Regions from separate parts of the Oryctolagus cuniculus genome. Here region 1 is linked to region 2. Evidence: chromatin contacts called from public Hi-C data. All regions are on one chromosome and are shown on one strand. The core of a region is the stretch at or near the end of the contact, and the rest is flanking DNA. Distances in the headings are between cores, read along the strand shown. Region 1 overlaps RAPSN (receptor associated protein of the synapse). Region 2 has its middle 9.1 kb from the start of C1QTNF4.

Region 1 (6,649 bases), core at 135-2,634, 170 kb before region 2:
ACAGAGCCTGTTCTCAACAGTTGAAGATTTGGATCCGATTATGGGTCCTGGAGAGGCTGTCTACACTACGGGCTTTGGAGTGAAGACAGGAGCCTCACTCTCTTTATCTATAAAATGGGGATGTGGTGCCCACCAGCAAGGGGACTGTGAAGACCGCAACTGATACCCATGGGCGTGCCTAGCTCTCAGGGGCTGGCTACTGCCGGGGTTTTAAGGAACACCCAGAATCCTCTGAGGAATTCTGCAAGTCTCCAAGCTATGAATTCCTGCCCGACCCTCCCAAGGGCTCTGGCTGCAGGCAGGACCAGGGAGGGCTGCGGGTGTGAGCAGCCCCAGGGACCCTCCCCTACAACACACAGCCCATCCTTGGGCTCTGAACACCAGAAAGAGGGCTGACCTTGTTCCCCACCTCCTCGGCCAGGTCCTGGGCTTTCTCGATGGCATCCAGAGCCTAGAAGGCGAGCAGAGGCCAGGCCTGAGGGCGGAGCGTCTGACACACAGAGGGCAGGGGCCAGGGAGGGTCGCAGAGCTGGGGCCACTGCCCTGTGTGCGAAGGTCGCAGGACGAGACGGGCAGTTGCCAGGGCTGTGTGTGTCACCTCCTGCCTCAGTCTACCTAGACATGCAATGGGCAGAATGTTCCCAGCTCACAGGGAGTTGTGAGTGAGATAGTGAGAGGCAGCTAAGGTGGCTCAGGTCTAGCTATGGGTCCCTGGGCAAGGGATGGGCCCCCTCTGAGCCTGTAAAATGACGGAGAATGTTCTGGCCTCATGAAGTCAGGGGTAAGGTGATATCAGACAAAGGGGTGGCAAAAGGCCACACCCACTGACTCCTCCGAATGCGGGGCTCCGGGGCTGCAGGAAAGGGCCCCCCTCACCTTATCTGGTGCCTTCCTGGCCACCCAGCATTTGGCCACACCCAGCAGTACGTGCACCTGGCCCAGGCGGTTTCCGATCTCGGTCATGATGCTCATGGCAGAGTCGTACCTGGGGAACGCCGTCTGCAGAGCCAGGCAGGGAGGGGTGAGCGGGACTGCGCCCGGCCCGAGCCCATCCTACATCCGCCCCCAGCGTCCGGGTGCCCTCACCTCCAGGTCCCCACGGCTCCGATGGATGTCGGCAAAGCAGAGCAGGCAGAGCGCCTGCAGCGGCCGGTCCCCGTGCTGCAGCGCAATCTTCATGGACTCCTGTGAGGGTGGCAGGTGCTCAGGCACCCCCACCCCGGGGTGCCCTCCACCCTCTGGGCCCCTCTGAAGGCACAACCCTGGGGTCTCCCTGATGCCGGGGCCTCACGTCCCAAGCCACTGAAGTCACAGCACTCGGCGGGCTGGCCACTGTGAGCCGACAGGTGGAGAGTGAGGCTCAGAGGTGACAGGAGCTAATGGGGGCCACCCAGCTCCTAAGTGGTAGAGGTGGGATACACGCCCAGGTCGGTAGAACTCCAGGGACTCCCTCCCCATGATGATCTTCAAGGTGCCACACACAGGGTGTTAGGGACGTCGCCTAGGATGGACCGGCAGGCACTGGGGTTCGGGACAGGGCTGGGCAAATTAACGCGCCCTGCAGAGGCTCAGCTGTAGGGGTCAGGCCAGAGGAAGCCTTGGGGCCTCAGTGGGTGGAGGTGGGGAAAGGAGGCCCCAGACCCCGGTGCCTACCCCCGCCCGCGTCTCCTTCCTGCAGCCCCACCTCACAACACTCCATGGCACTGCCCAGGTGGCCCAGCAGGCGATACGCCACGGCCATGTGGTACTGGCTCATGGCCCGGTACTTGAGGCTCCAGCCTTTGCCATAGTCATTGACGAGCTCTGCGGCCTTGCAGGGGAAGAACAGGGCTTTCTCGTAGTCCTGCAGGGAACACGGGCCGGGGGGGAGGGGGCGCACTGAGTGGCAGGAGCCGCCCCGAGCCCAGGGCTCCAGGGCTGCCTTGTCCGGCAGCCAAGGGGCCCGGCGTTCTGCATTTACTCTGCCCCCCACCCCCGGGGAAGAGTAGGCAGAGGGGACCACCAAGGGCCAAGGGCATGGCTCCATCGGGTTTGCTGAAGTCTCCCAAGAACCTAGCAAGTTCTGGGCACTTAGTAGTTGCACAATAAATCATTGTTGAATGAATGAATGAATGAAAAAGGCGAGAAAACACGGTTGACTTCCCAGCCAGTTCCAGGGTTCCTCTGCTTCAAGACGCACAGGAGGGGGTGTCAGAGTTCCCCCGTCAGAGTTTGCCTCCTGGCGAAGTCTCAGTGAGAGATTGTTCAGGACACCCGTGAGACCATCCTCTCAAACTTCCACTGTTCCGCCTTGTTACCTGCCCTTCATCAGCCGATTCATCGCCCCCTTAGGAAAACGGAGGACCAGAGGAGCCCCTCATCCACCTTACCCACCCCCTCCCCCCCGCCCCAGAGTGTGCAGCCCCTGCACGTGCCAGCGCGCCCTCCCCACAGGGCTCTGCAGAGTCCTCTCCTGGTACTGGCTCATGACTACCAACGTACAGAAAGATTCTGGCATTTCTCACTCATTTTAAAAATAAAAATCAAGGGCCAACGCTGTGGCGCAGTAAGTAAAGCTGCTGCCTGCAGTGCCAGCATCCCATATGGGCGCCAGTTCGAGACCGGCTGCTCCATTTCCAATCCAGCTCTCTGCTGTGGCCTGGGAAAGCAGTGGAAGACGGCCCAAGTCCTTGGGCCCCTGCACCCATGTGGGAGACCTGGAAGAAGCTCCTGGCTCCTGGCTTCGGATTGGCACAGCTCTAGCCATTGCGGCCAGTTGGGGAGTGAACCAGTGGATGGAAGACCTCTCTTTCTCTGCCTCTCTCTCTCTCTATAGATAGATAGATAGATAGATAGATAGATAGATAGATAGATAGATAGATATAGATATAGATATATATCTGCCTCTCCTTCTCTGTGTAACTCTGACTTTCAACCAAAAAAATAAATCTTTAAAAAAATAAAAATAATCAACAACCTTCTCTTGACCTCATTTTCCCTTCGGATACAGCACACACCTAGGAGTCTGGAATTGGAGGCAGAGGCAGCACTTGAATCAGGCACTGATAAGGGATGTGCTGTCCCAAGCTGCATCTTAACCACTGTGCCATACGCCCACCCTTCATGTGGCCTTTAAATACCATTTCCTAATGAAAGAGAACCAAGAGGCTTGGCTGGTGCCAGGTCTGGGGCAGGGGACAGTCAGACACTGTACAGTGTATTATGCCAGAAAACAGGGACACTTTTTTTTTTTTTTTAAATTTGACAGGTAGAGTTATAGACCGTGAGAGAGAGACAGAAAGATCTTCCTTCCGTTGGTTCACTCCCCAAATGGCCGCTACAGCTGATGCGCTGCACCGATCCGAAGCCAGGAGCCAGGTGCTTCCTCCTGGTCTCCCATGCAGGTACAGGGCCCAAGGACCTGGGCCATCCTCCACTGCCTTCCCAGGCCACAGCAGAGAGCTGGACTGGAAGAGGGGCAACCGGGACTAGAACCCGGTACCCATATGGGATGCCAGCGCCACAGGCGGAGGATTAACCGAGTGAGCCACGGCGCCAGCCCCAGGGATGCTTTCAAAGACTACAAGAAGCCTTGTCAAATGGACACGGGAGGCACAGCAAAGGGACTGCCATGGGATCAAGTCAGGGTGATAAAAGAAGAAAAAGAAATGACTGCCACCGAGGTCCTCAGCTGACCATGCTGCTAGAGATCCCCACCCGCCCCGTGGTGTCACAGTGAGGAGCCAGCACACAGGCACGACCACCGACCACAGCGGTCACCCCGGCTCCTTACTCGGGGAAGGCAGTCGTTCAGCGGCAAGGGGAGGGGGCACGTCTGCCACCTTTCCTATGGGACCTGCATCTCCGAATAACCAGCCAGCCCTGACTCGGGATAGAATGGTATTCGTTATAGAAAAACCCCAGCTAAGGCCGGCGCCACGGCTCACTAGGCTAATCCTCCACCTGCGGCACCGGCACCCCGGGTTCTAGTCCCGGTTGGGGTGCTGGATTCTGTCCCGGTTGCCCCTCTTCCAGGCCAGCTCTCTGCTGTGGCCCAGGAGTGCAGTGGAGGATGGCCCAAGTGCTTGGGCCCTACACCTGCAGGGGAGACCAGGAGGAAGCTCCTGGTTCCTGGCTTGCGCCAGCTGTAGTAACCGTTTTGGGGGTGAACCAATGGAAGGAAGACCTTTCTCTCTGTCTCTCTCTCACTGTCTAACTCTGTCAAAAGAGAAATAAAAAAAAAAAAAAAAAGAAAGAAAGAAAAACCCCAGCTAATACATGAAGAAGGACAGAACTTACAAATCGCTACCTTATTACTGGCAAAATGAAATAACGTCTGTGGGTGCTAACACCATTGATGAGGGGGACTCGGCTGTGGTGCAGCAGGTTAAGTGGGTGCCTATGATGCCGGCATCCCACATGGGCGTGGGTTCGAGTCCCGGTTGCTCCACTTGTGATCCAGCTCCCTGCTAATGCACCTGGGAAAGCAGTGGAAGATGGGCCTCCTGGCTTTGGCCCCAGTCATTTGGGGAGTGAACCAGCAGATGGAAGGTCTCTTTAACTCTGCCTTTTATATTAATAAACAAAATAATTAGTGAAAATGTGGCCTCAAAATGGCATCCTCACAGGGTGCCATGGGTTAAGCCACTGGCCATGGAGAGAGAATGCAAACCCCAACACTGGAGGGGTCCAGTGGCCACTGCCTGGGCCACCCTGCTGGGATGTAGCAGAAACACCGATACAGTGCCCTTGCCAAAAATGCACCAGCCACATCCCGCCAGGCCCGCCGGCAGTAAAGGAGACAAAGAAGTCACGTGGCTCCCTGGGACGCATGAAGAAAGAAGCCTGGACAGCCGGCCGGCCAATAAATCTGGAATCTTCAATGAACCGTGGAAGCCAACGGCCTTGTTGGTGCCCCAATTCAATCACGCCCAGGGCAAAGGCATGTTTTAGGGTGAGTAGAAAACTTTTCATCTCTTTCAATAGGCTCTATTAACAGTTATAGCACGTGTCAGACATCCTGAGGTCAGAAACAATACTGAACTTGGAGTTCAGAGAACCAGGTTCAAATCCCAGCTACCCTGGGCGTGTACAGAAATCCCAGCTGGCACTCATTAGTTGAATAGCGCCATGATTCAACCTGTTGGAACTTGAGCATCCGTGTCTGAAGGGAAGGTGAAATAGCTTCACCAGTTCACAAGGCTGGGGATGGCTAACGAAGGTTCTTTACGTGAGAGCACCCGACACACAAGCTGTCACGCAGTTTGCACTCCCTGACACTGGATCTCTGTGGATCCAAATGGTTAAGGTAAAAATAGAATAGTTTAGATTTAAATGAATTCTGAATAATTTTCTATATCTCCTTGTTTTAGTTTTTGAAGTTTTATTTAGTTTTATTTACTTGAAAGGCAGAGCAACTGAGGGACAAGAGACAAAAAAGAGATCAGCAGCCAGGGCTGCACAAAGCTGAAGCCCAGCACCTGGAATGCCATCCAGGACCCCACCTGGGTGGCAGGGACCCAAGTACTTGAGCCCTCAACCAGGGTGCACATCAACAGGAAGTGGAGCAGGGTGGGGCTGGCGCTATGCAGTGCCGGCATTCCATATGGACACCGGTTCTCATCCCGGCTGCTCCACTTCCGATCCAGCTCTCTGCTATGGCCTGGGAAAACAGTAGAAGATGCCCAAGTCCTTGGGCCTCTGCGCCTGCCTGGGAGACCTGGAAGAAGCTCCTGGCTCCTGGCTTTGGGTCAGTTCAGCTCTGGCCATTTCAATCATTTGGTGAGTGAACCAGCAGTTAAAAGACTTCTCTCTCTCTCTGGCTCTAGCTCTCTTATCTCTGTCTTTCAAATAAAAAAAAAAAAAAAAAAAAAAAAAAGCTCAACCTGTAGTTTCAGTGTAGAGGTGAGTCTGTCTTGGTTTCTCACTTCGTGCTGTGGCTGGAGCATATTCTGCTGTTTTCTGTTTTTTCAGCCTCAGAAACTGGAGCCCCCAGAGCAAACCCACGTTCTCTGGTGGCAGCCTGGTGCTCGGTCCCTCCCCGGGCGTCTTGGTTGGACTAAGGAGAAAAATTTAAATAGGAACTGGGCATCAGATGCTACTGGGAGATGACTGTCAATTCTGATGTGTGTGTGTGATAGCAGAACTGGGCTTATGTAAGGCAGTGTCCTTATGTAAGAAACGCTTTTGTAATTTTAGAGATGCATCCTGAACTATTTCAGGGCGAAATAAAAATAACAATGTCTATAATTTTCTATCATGACACTTCAGCTAAAATACGTAAACCAGAGGCGAGCATTTGGCCTATAGCGGTTAAGATACCCACGTCTCACACGAGAGCACCTGGGTTCAATGCCAGGCTCCTGCCCTGGCTGTTGTGGGCATTGTGGGGAGTGAGCCAGAGCATGGAAACTCTAGTGTGTCTCTCAAATTAAAAAACAAAAATTGGGGCTGGTGCTGTAGCATAGTAGGCTAAGCCCCCGCCTGAGGTGCCAATATCCCATATGGGTGCTGGTTCTCATCCCGGCTGCTCCACTTCCGATCCAGCTCTCTGCTATGGCCTGGGAAAGCAGTAGAAGATGCCAAGTCCTTGGGCCCCTGTGCCTGCCTGGGAGACCTGGAAGAAGCTCCTGGCTCCTGGCTTTGGATCAGCCCAGCTCCACCGTTTTGG
Region 2 (6,953 bases), core at 4,094-6,593:
GTACCCTTTGCTGCCTTATATGTGACACAATAAAAAGCAAGGGTACAGGGCCGGTGCTGTGGCACAGCGGGTAAAGCTGTTGCCTGTAGTGCCGTTATCCTATGTGGGCGCTGGTTCGTGTCCTGGCTGCTCCACTTCCGATCCAGCTCTCTGCTATGGCCTGGAAAAGCATGGAAAATGGCCCAAGTGCTTGGGCCCCTGCACCCACGCGGAAGACCTGGAAGAAGCTCCTGGCTCCTTGCTTTGGGCCGTTGCGGCCATCTAGGGAGTGATGATCTCTCTCTCTCTCTCTCTCTCTCTCTCTCTCTCTCTGCCTCAGCCTCTCTATAACTCTGCCTTTCAAATAAAATAAATTAATTTAAAAAAAAAAAAAGCAAGGTGGCTCACTAGGCTAATCCTCCGCCTTGCGGCGCCGGCACACCGGGTTCTAGTCCCGGTCGGGGCGCCGGATTCTGTCCCGGTTGCCCCTCTTCCAGGCCAGCCCTCTGCTGTGGCCAGGGAGTGCAGTGGAGGATGGCCCAGGTGCTTGGGCCCTGCACCCCATGGGAGACCAGGAAAAGCACCTGGCTCCTGGCTCCTGCCATCGGATCAGCGCAGTGCGCGGGCCGCAGCGCGCCAGCCGCGGCGGCCATTGGAGGGTGAACCAACGGCAAAGGAAGACCTTTCTCTCTGTCTCTCTCTCTCACTGTCCACTCTGCCTGTCAAAAAAAAAAAAAAAAAAAAAAAAAAAAAAAAAAAAAAAGCAAGGGTGCATTTTCTCATGTGTGTGCAGAAAGGATGGGGACCACGGACAGCAGTCTCTATCCGCCAGGTTCTCCGTTTCTCCCCTTTGTGCGCAGAAGGTAAGCGGGCGGGAGAAGCATTGCCTTTTCCAGCTCTGCCCTCTTCCTCCTGGTTCCTCTTGGACCCGAGGCCAGCTGAAAGCCCCAGCCCTTCCCCCCTTGCCACTGGGAAGCCGAACTTTCTGCACCCTGGGCTGTGCAGCTGATTAAAAAAAAAAATCTTCAACACAGGTCTTCCCACCTCGCTTTTAAATTCCATCCCGCTGGTTCCAGCCCACTGTTTCAAGTTATTTTAGAATCTTGACTCTGACATCCAAATATTAGCTTATCCTCCCAGCAGTGGTGCCATCTGCAAACATGTGAGCGCTACTGTCGCTGGGAACTGCTGAGCTGATCAAACAGAGGCGGGGAGCTGGGCACAAAGGCGTCTCCCCAGAGTGGGGCGGGCATTTGGCCTCGAGGTTCAGGCCCCTGTGTCCCATGTCGGAGTGCCTGGATTCTGTTCCCAGCTCCGGCTTCCTGCTAATGCGTATCCTGGGAGGTGGTGGTGATAGCTCAAGGGGTTAGGTCCCTGCCATCCATGTGACAGACCTGCACGCAGACAGGAGTTCTCTGTCTCTCAAATAAATCAAAGGTAAAGACAGCTCCCCAGATCTATACCAGCTGAGTAACCCAGTGGGGTGCAGGGGCTCAGCTGCTGAAGGGGCTGTAACTCTGCCCCCTGGGCCAGCTTGGGGGCCATTCACTCAACTCACAGCGTGCTGCCTGGAAACAGGGACACTGTAGTCCGAGGCGTTTTCCTAGTGCTCCATACATCAGTGGCCAACTGCAGTCAGTATGACTGTGATTACCCACACGTCCAGCTTTAGTGAAGGTGCCTCTCTCTAGATGTGCTCCAATTCATAGTTTAATATTAAATTCTAGAATAAATTGGGGCAGCCCACCTACAGTTTCCAGAATGTACCCCCCTTTCTGGCCTGTCTCTGCACCCCGGCATCACGGCCATTTCCCTTTATTCCATGGCTTTCTCTGCTACATGAATGAGCTCTGGGCTCTATCGGCAAACGTTTCTCACCACTTGGGATTTGCAGCTCACTCTGAAAGGCTGGGTCCCTGGCTTTTCTCCTATTACCTTGTCTTCTACGTGCGCTTTCAATTTCCTCTCTAAACCATGCTTTGCTTTGCTTTTCCCAGTTCAGACAGGCTCCCCCCTCCCAGGGTGTGCGGAGGGGATGAGGACAACCGGGCCGGGCATTTTGCTTTCCCGGGCAATCACCAGTCTCTGACTCATCCCTGAGAGAACCCTGCCCTCTCCCGAGTTCTCCTGCTCTGAATAGAACCAGTGACGTCTCTGCACCTTCTCCATGTGTCGGCTTACCAAGGACTGCACCCTGCCTTCCCTTACACCCTTTCCAAAAAAATGTGTATTCATTTTTATTTATTTGAAAAGCAGAGAGAGAAAGAGAGTGAGAGAGAAAAAGAGAGATCTGCCATCAGCTGGCCCACTCCACAAATGGGCACAAGAGTAAGGGCTGGGTGAGGCCAGAGCCACAAGCCAGGAACTCCAACCTGGTCTCCCATGCTGGCGGCAGGGCCTCAGTAGGAACTGAGCCATCACCTGCTGCTTCCCAGGCACAGTAGCAGGAAGCTGTATGGGGAGCAAGGACGGAGGTAGGACCAGATCCCAGGAGCTTCATTTGTTATGGGATCCAGGAGTCCCAAGCAACAGCTTAATTCTTTACTTTTTTTAAAGGATTTATTTATTTATTTGAAATGTAGAATTACAGAGAGGCAGAAGCATAGAAAGAAAGAGGGAAGTCTTCCATCTGCTGGTTCACTCCCCCGATGGCTGCAATGGCTGGGACTGGGCCAATCTGAAGCCAGGAGTCAGGAGCTTCTTCCGGGTCTCCCACATGGGTGCAGGGCCCCATGGACTTGGGCCATCTTCCACTACTTTCCCAGGCCGTAGCAGAGAGCTGGATTGGAAGTGGAGCAGCTGGGACTCAAACCGGCACCCACATGGAATACCGGCACTGCAGGCAGTGGCTTTACCTGCTATGCCACAGAACCAGTCGCAGCTTAATTCTTTAAAGAAGCTTGAGCCACACTGGTTTTTTCCCTCTGTTTTCTACACAGGATTTTTTGCAAAGGGGGTGCTCTAATTTCCCATTTTAGAGCTTCCTCTCTTTCCTGCACCATATTCCATCTAGCTGCTAAATTTGGGATTCTAACTTTTCTTTTTTTCAATTCATTAAAAAAAAAAAAAAAAAAAAAGACTGGGGCTGGCACCATGGCTCACTTGGTTAATCCTCTGCCTGCAGCGCTGGCATCCCATATGGGCACCGGGTTCTAGTCCCGGTTGCTCCTCTTCCAGCCCCGCTCTCTGCTGTGGCCCAGGAGGGCAGTGGAGGATAGCCCAAGGGCTTGGGCCTATGCACCTACATGGGAGACCAGGAGGAAGCACCTGGCTCCTGGTATCGGATCAGCACAACGCCGGCCATAGTGGCCATTTGGGGGTGAACCAACGGAAGGAAGAACAGGACAGTGCCAGGCTGAAGCCAGGAGCCTGGAGCTTCTTCTGGGTCTCCCACGTGGATGCAGGGACCCAAGCACTTGAGCCATTTTCCACTGCTTTCCCAGGCGCATTAGCAGGGAGCTGGATCAGAAGTGGAGCACCCGGGTATCAAACAAGCACCCATATTGGATGCCGGTGTCAGAGGCAGTGGCTTAGCCCAGTACACCACGATGCTAGCCCCCTTTTAATCCATTTTCCCAGACTATTTATCAATCACCCCTTCCTTCCATGCCCAACATGCCTTTCCTCTTCCCCCTGTGGCTCCTATCTGGACACAGGAAGTGAGGTGGGCGGTAGCCACTTCCTGGGGGCTTGTGTACCCCCCCCAAGAGAGGATACTGACACTGTGCCACTCCTAGACTGGCCATGTGCTGCGGTATAAATCTCACTTACCCGGGTGTGAATTCTAGCTCTGCCACTTATTAGCACGTTGTTACATCTCTGAGTTCCATTTTTTTTTTCACTTAAAAAATGGGGACATTATCTCTGGCTCATGGGGTGACTGAACTAATCTGTGTCCATACCAGCGCACAGAAGTTTTCACACGAGCCAGCTCCCCACGTACAGCTTAGGTTCATGGAATCCCAGGCGTCACATGTACTGTGTTAGCAGGGGTGATGCATGTCTTTGCCCAGACAGCGTTCCTTTGCTGAGCCCCGCCCCTTCATGTTATACAAGCGTCCAGCTCAAGGTGGATGGCCGAGCCCTAGGGCACTAGGGGTCTGGGCTGACCGTGGACCCCCACCCCCAGGATGGGCCTGAGACTCAGGTCTGGCCAGCAGGGGACAAGAGTAGTCCATTTCTCAGACACACCAAATGGTTTACAGATGCTTGCATTTTGAGCCAGAGTCCTGGGGATTTTTGCTGGAGCTCTCCAAAGAGGTATTTGTTCTTTCTCTGGAATTACAAGCTCGAAGAAGCCGTGAGTAGAGCTGCCAGTTGGCAGCCTGCTGCTACACAGAGAGAGGGAAGCCAGGCAGTGATGGGCAGACTGAAAGAATGGGGAGAGTGAGTGTGCTGATGCCCTTGTCTGAACTGCTGGAGTGACCACTGGCCATTTGTCACTTGGGCGGACAGCCTCCGCTTCTACTAAAGCCAGCTTGAATTGGGCTTCCGGGTATGCAGCTGTCAAACACTCCCTTTTCATTGTTGGAATAAAATCAAGAGCTCCTCCTGAAATGTAACTGAGCGGGTGTTTGGTGCAACAGGTAAGATGCCACTTGGGATGGGCACGCTCCCCCCCAGAGTGCCTGGGCTCCAGACTCGGCTCTGCTTCCAGTTCCTGGGGCAGCAGATGGTAGCTCGAGTACTTGGGTCCCTTCTAGTCATGTGGGGAACTGGGATTTAGTTCTGGGTTCCTGGCTCTGGTTGCCAGTGGTTGCAGGCATTTGGGGAATGAACTAGAGGACGGATTCCTCTTTCTCTGAAATAAAAACAGACAATTTCGCAAGAAAAGCTGCTCCACTACTATAATGTAGAACATCTCTAGGATTCAATACGTGTGCATGGCTTTGGCTTTTTAGAAATCCCACAGGCGGACAGGTCTGCGTCCTGACTTTGTCATTTACCAGCGCTGGGCAGTCAGTTAACCCCACTGAGCTGCGGTTTCCCCACTAGGAGGGCAGGATTTTCCTAACAGCTGTTTTGTGGTAAGGGGTAAATGGGCAACACACACAGCGGATCATCAGTCACTGTTCTATCACCAGGTGGCAGGTGCATTGATGTCATGGCAATAGCCTTTCCCTGGACAGCTGAGTGCATATCCACATATTTCCCATGCTTCACCCACGTCACATCCTGGAACCGCCATGGGATTCAGGCTAATTGTGGCTTTGACCAAGGAGAGAGCAGCAATTCAGGTTTTGGGAAAGATGGAAGATGAGGGGGTGGACAGGAATTTCAAAGCTCAAATGGAGGAGAGGTGGCATGAGCCTTGTTTAAAACATTGGTGACGGCAGAACTTTACGCCCACTTCCTATTTATAAATATCCCCGTTTCTCAGTTCGGCTCCTCCCACAGGAGGCTGGGGTGGAAGGTAACACAGATAGCAGCTACAGTGGAGGCGACTGCGGGAGGAGAATTGGGGTGTTGTGGCTTGGGCTCAGGGGGTCAGGATTAAGAAGTCTTTGGGCAACTCAGGTGGGAATGGAGTAATGAGTATCTGCTCCTTTTCCAGGAGCCTGTGCAGGCAAAGGGGCACCCCAGCCGTCCTCCCCCGCATGCTGGTCTCTGATCGCTCCCTGGAGCCCCGGCTTATCTCTGCCCACCGCTTGGTCCTGGCAGCAGGAAGCCGAGATAAAACACTGTAGCAACAGCTGAGCCGGGAAGATGCAGGGGCAGCAGGGCGGGGACACGACAAACTCAGCAGGCTTTCTGAGAAGCCAGCAGTGACTTTCAGAAGCGGGAGAGGAGTGAACTTGGTCATCCCGTGGGGAGGAGATTTCTAGTTGGACTCAGGGCCTGGGATGTAACTTTACCCCCTCTAAGGACCCTGACGGGCAGCCAGGAGACACCGTACATCTGTCAAGCGGACATTCATTCAGGGTATCTTTGAGTATCCACTATGTGCGAGTCACCGTTCTGAGTACTCTACTACCGACACCGTGCTCTGGACAAAGACTGGGACAGTTAGATCAACTCCACCTGCCCTCGGCTGCTCTAGCCCTGCTGACCTTCCCCATGCCATTGGCTGGACCTGGACCGTGTCTCTCCTCCCCTCCCACTTCCTGCAATTCTAGCAGCTGCCACACATCAACTGCTCACTGTGCTGGTCCCTGAACCACGCACTCTCATCTCACAGAGGAGGAGCCTGGGGCATGAAGGATCAAGGGACCTTATGCTGCAACCCCTGCACGAAGCACTGGATCCCCCTGGTGGACAGGAGCATTCCCGCCTGTGGATCCCGGGGTGCTTAGTGCTAACGTCTCACAGCACATGTTGCTTCGCCCAACAGCAAGTGTGTCAAGGGGCACCCCCCTTCTGCGCAGCAGGTGGGGCTTATACCCAGTCTCATTCAATCCTCTTACGGCCCTGCCATTCTGCATCACCCTCAATGGATGGTAAACACCATGGAGGACAGGGTTTCGCGAGCAGCCTCTCGCCAGCTGACGGACAGCTGCACTGATGAAACTCCCCGCCCCGGCCCCTCCAGGCGAGAAGGCATGAGCTCCACTGGGAGTGCCGGGGAAATCGGAAATCAGGCCTGGCGCCCTGTCCACGCTCACCCTCCGTCTCGGTTTCCAGCCAAGGACATTTTCCCGTCTTTCTGATGCCAGGAGGGCAGGGCCCCAGATGCGATGGAAAGCGGGAGTAGGTACAGTTCTGCTTCTTGTCCTTATCTAACCTCTGGCTCTTTGTGCTACTGTGGAAATAAACACAGTAACTTACGCAGTTTCCTTAGTGATGTGGCAGTAACCGGGACAGCCCAGTCCTCCCACTGGGCCAGGCAGGGGGTGCCACCAAACTTCCTCTCCCCCATGTGACATGGTTTGTTCCCTAGAAAGCTGGGGGGTCCTACTCACTCCCCTCCTCTCCCTGCCTTGCCATCCCACCGTCCTTGGACTGGACTTTGGTGTATGGCAGGGATTTGAATCTAC

What was found. A called contact is a pair of places that touch in the nucleus more often than the background predicts.
Region 1: a Hi-C map of psoas muscle shows a contact between it and region 2, with 4 times the contacts expected there. The contact joins two enhancer-like sites. A contact is called at or near these places in 2 of 6 Hi-C or Micro-C datasets (psoas muscle and an unstated tissue).

Annotation. Positions count from the first base shown.
Region 1 is chr1:18,553,041-18,559,689 of mOryCun1.1, reverse strand. It overlaps RAPSN (receptor associated protein of the synapse), which reads right to left. Exons shown (of 8, transcript XM_070070587.1): 3 at 1,685-1,843; 4 at 1,087-1,185; 5 at 877-999; 6 at 398-451. Among named protein-coding and RNA genes, the nearest start is that of RAPSN, 6.2 kb to the right of the region's middle. Within about 2 kb of position 1,384, at least 1 of the 8 cell types and tissues checked has an H3K27ac peak or open chromatin away from gene starts, as enhancers often do.
Region 2 is chr1:18,386,186-18,393,138 of mOryCun1.1, reverse strand. No RefSeq gene overlaps it. Among named protein-coding and RNA genes, the nearest start is that of C1QTNF4, 9.1 kb to the left of the region's middle. Within about 2 kb of position 5,343, at least 2 of the 8 cell types and tissues checked have an H3K27ac peak or open chromatin away from gene starts, as enhancers often do.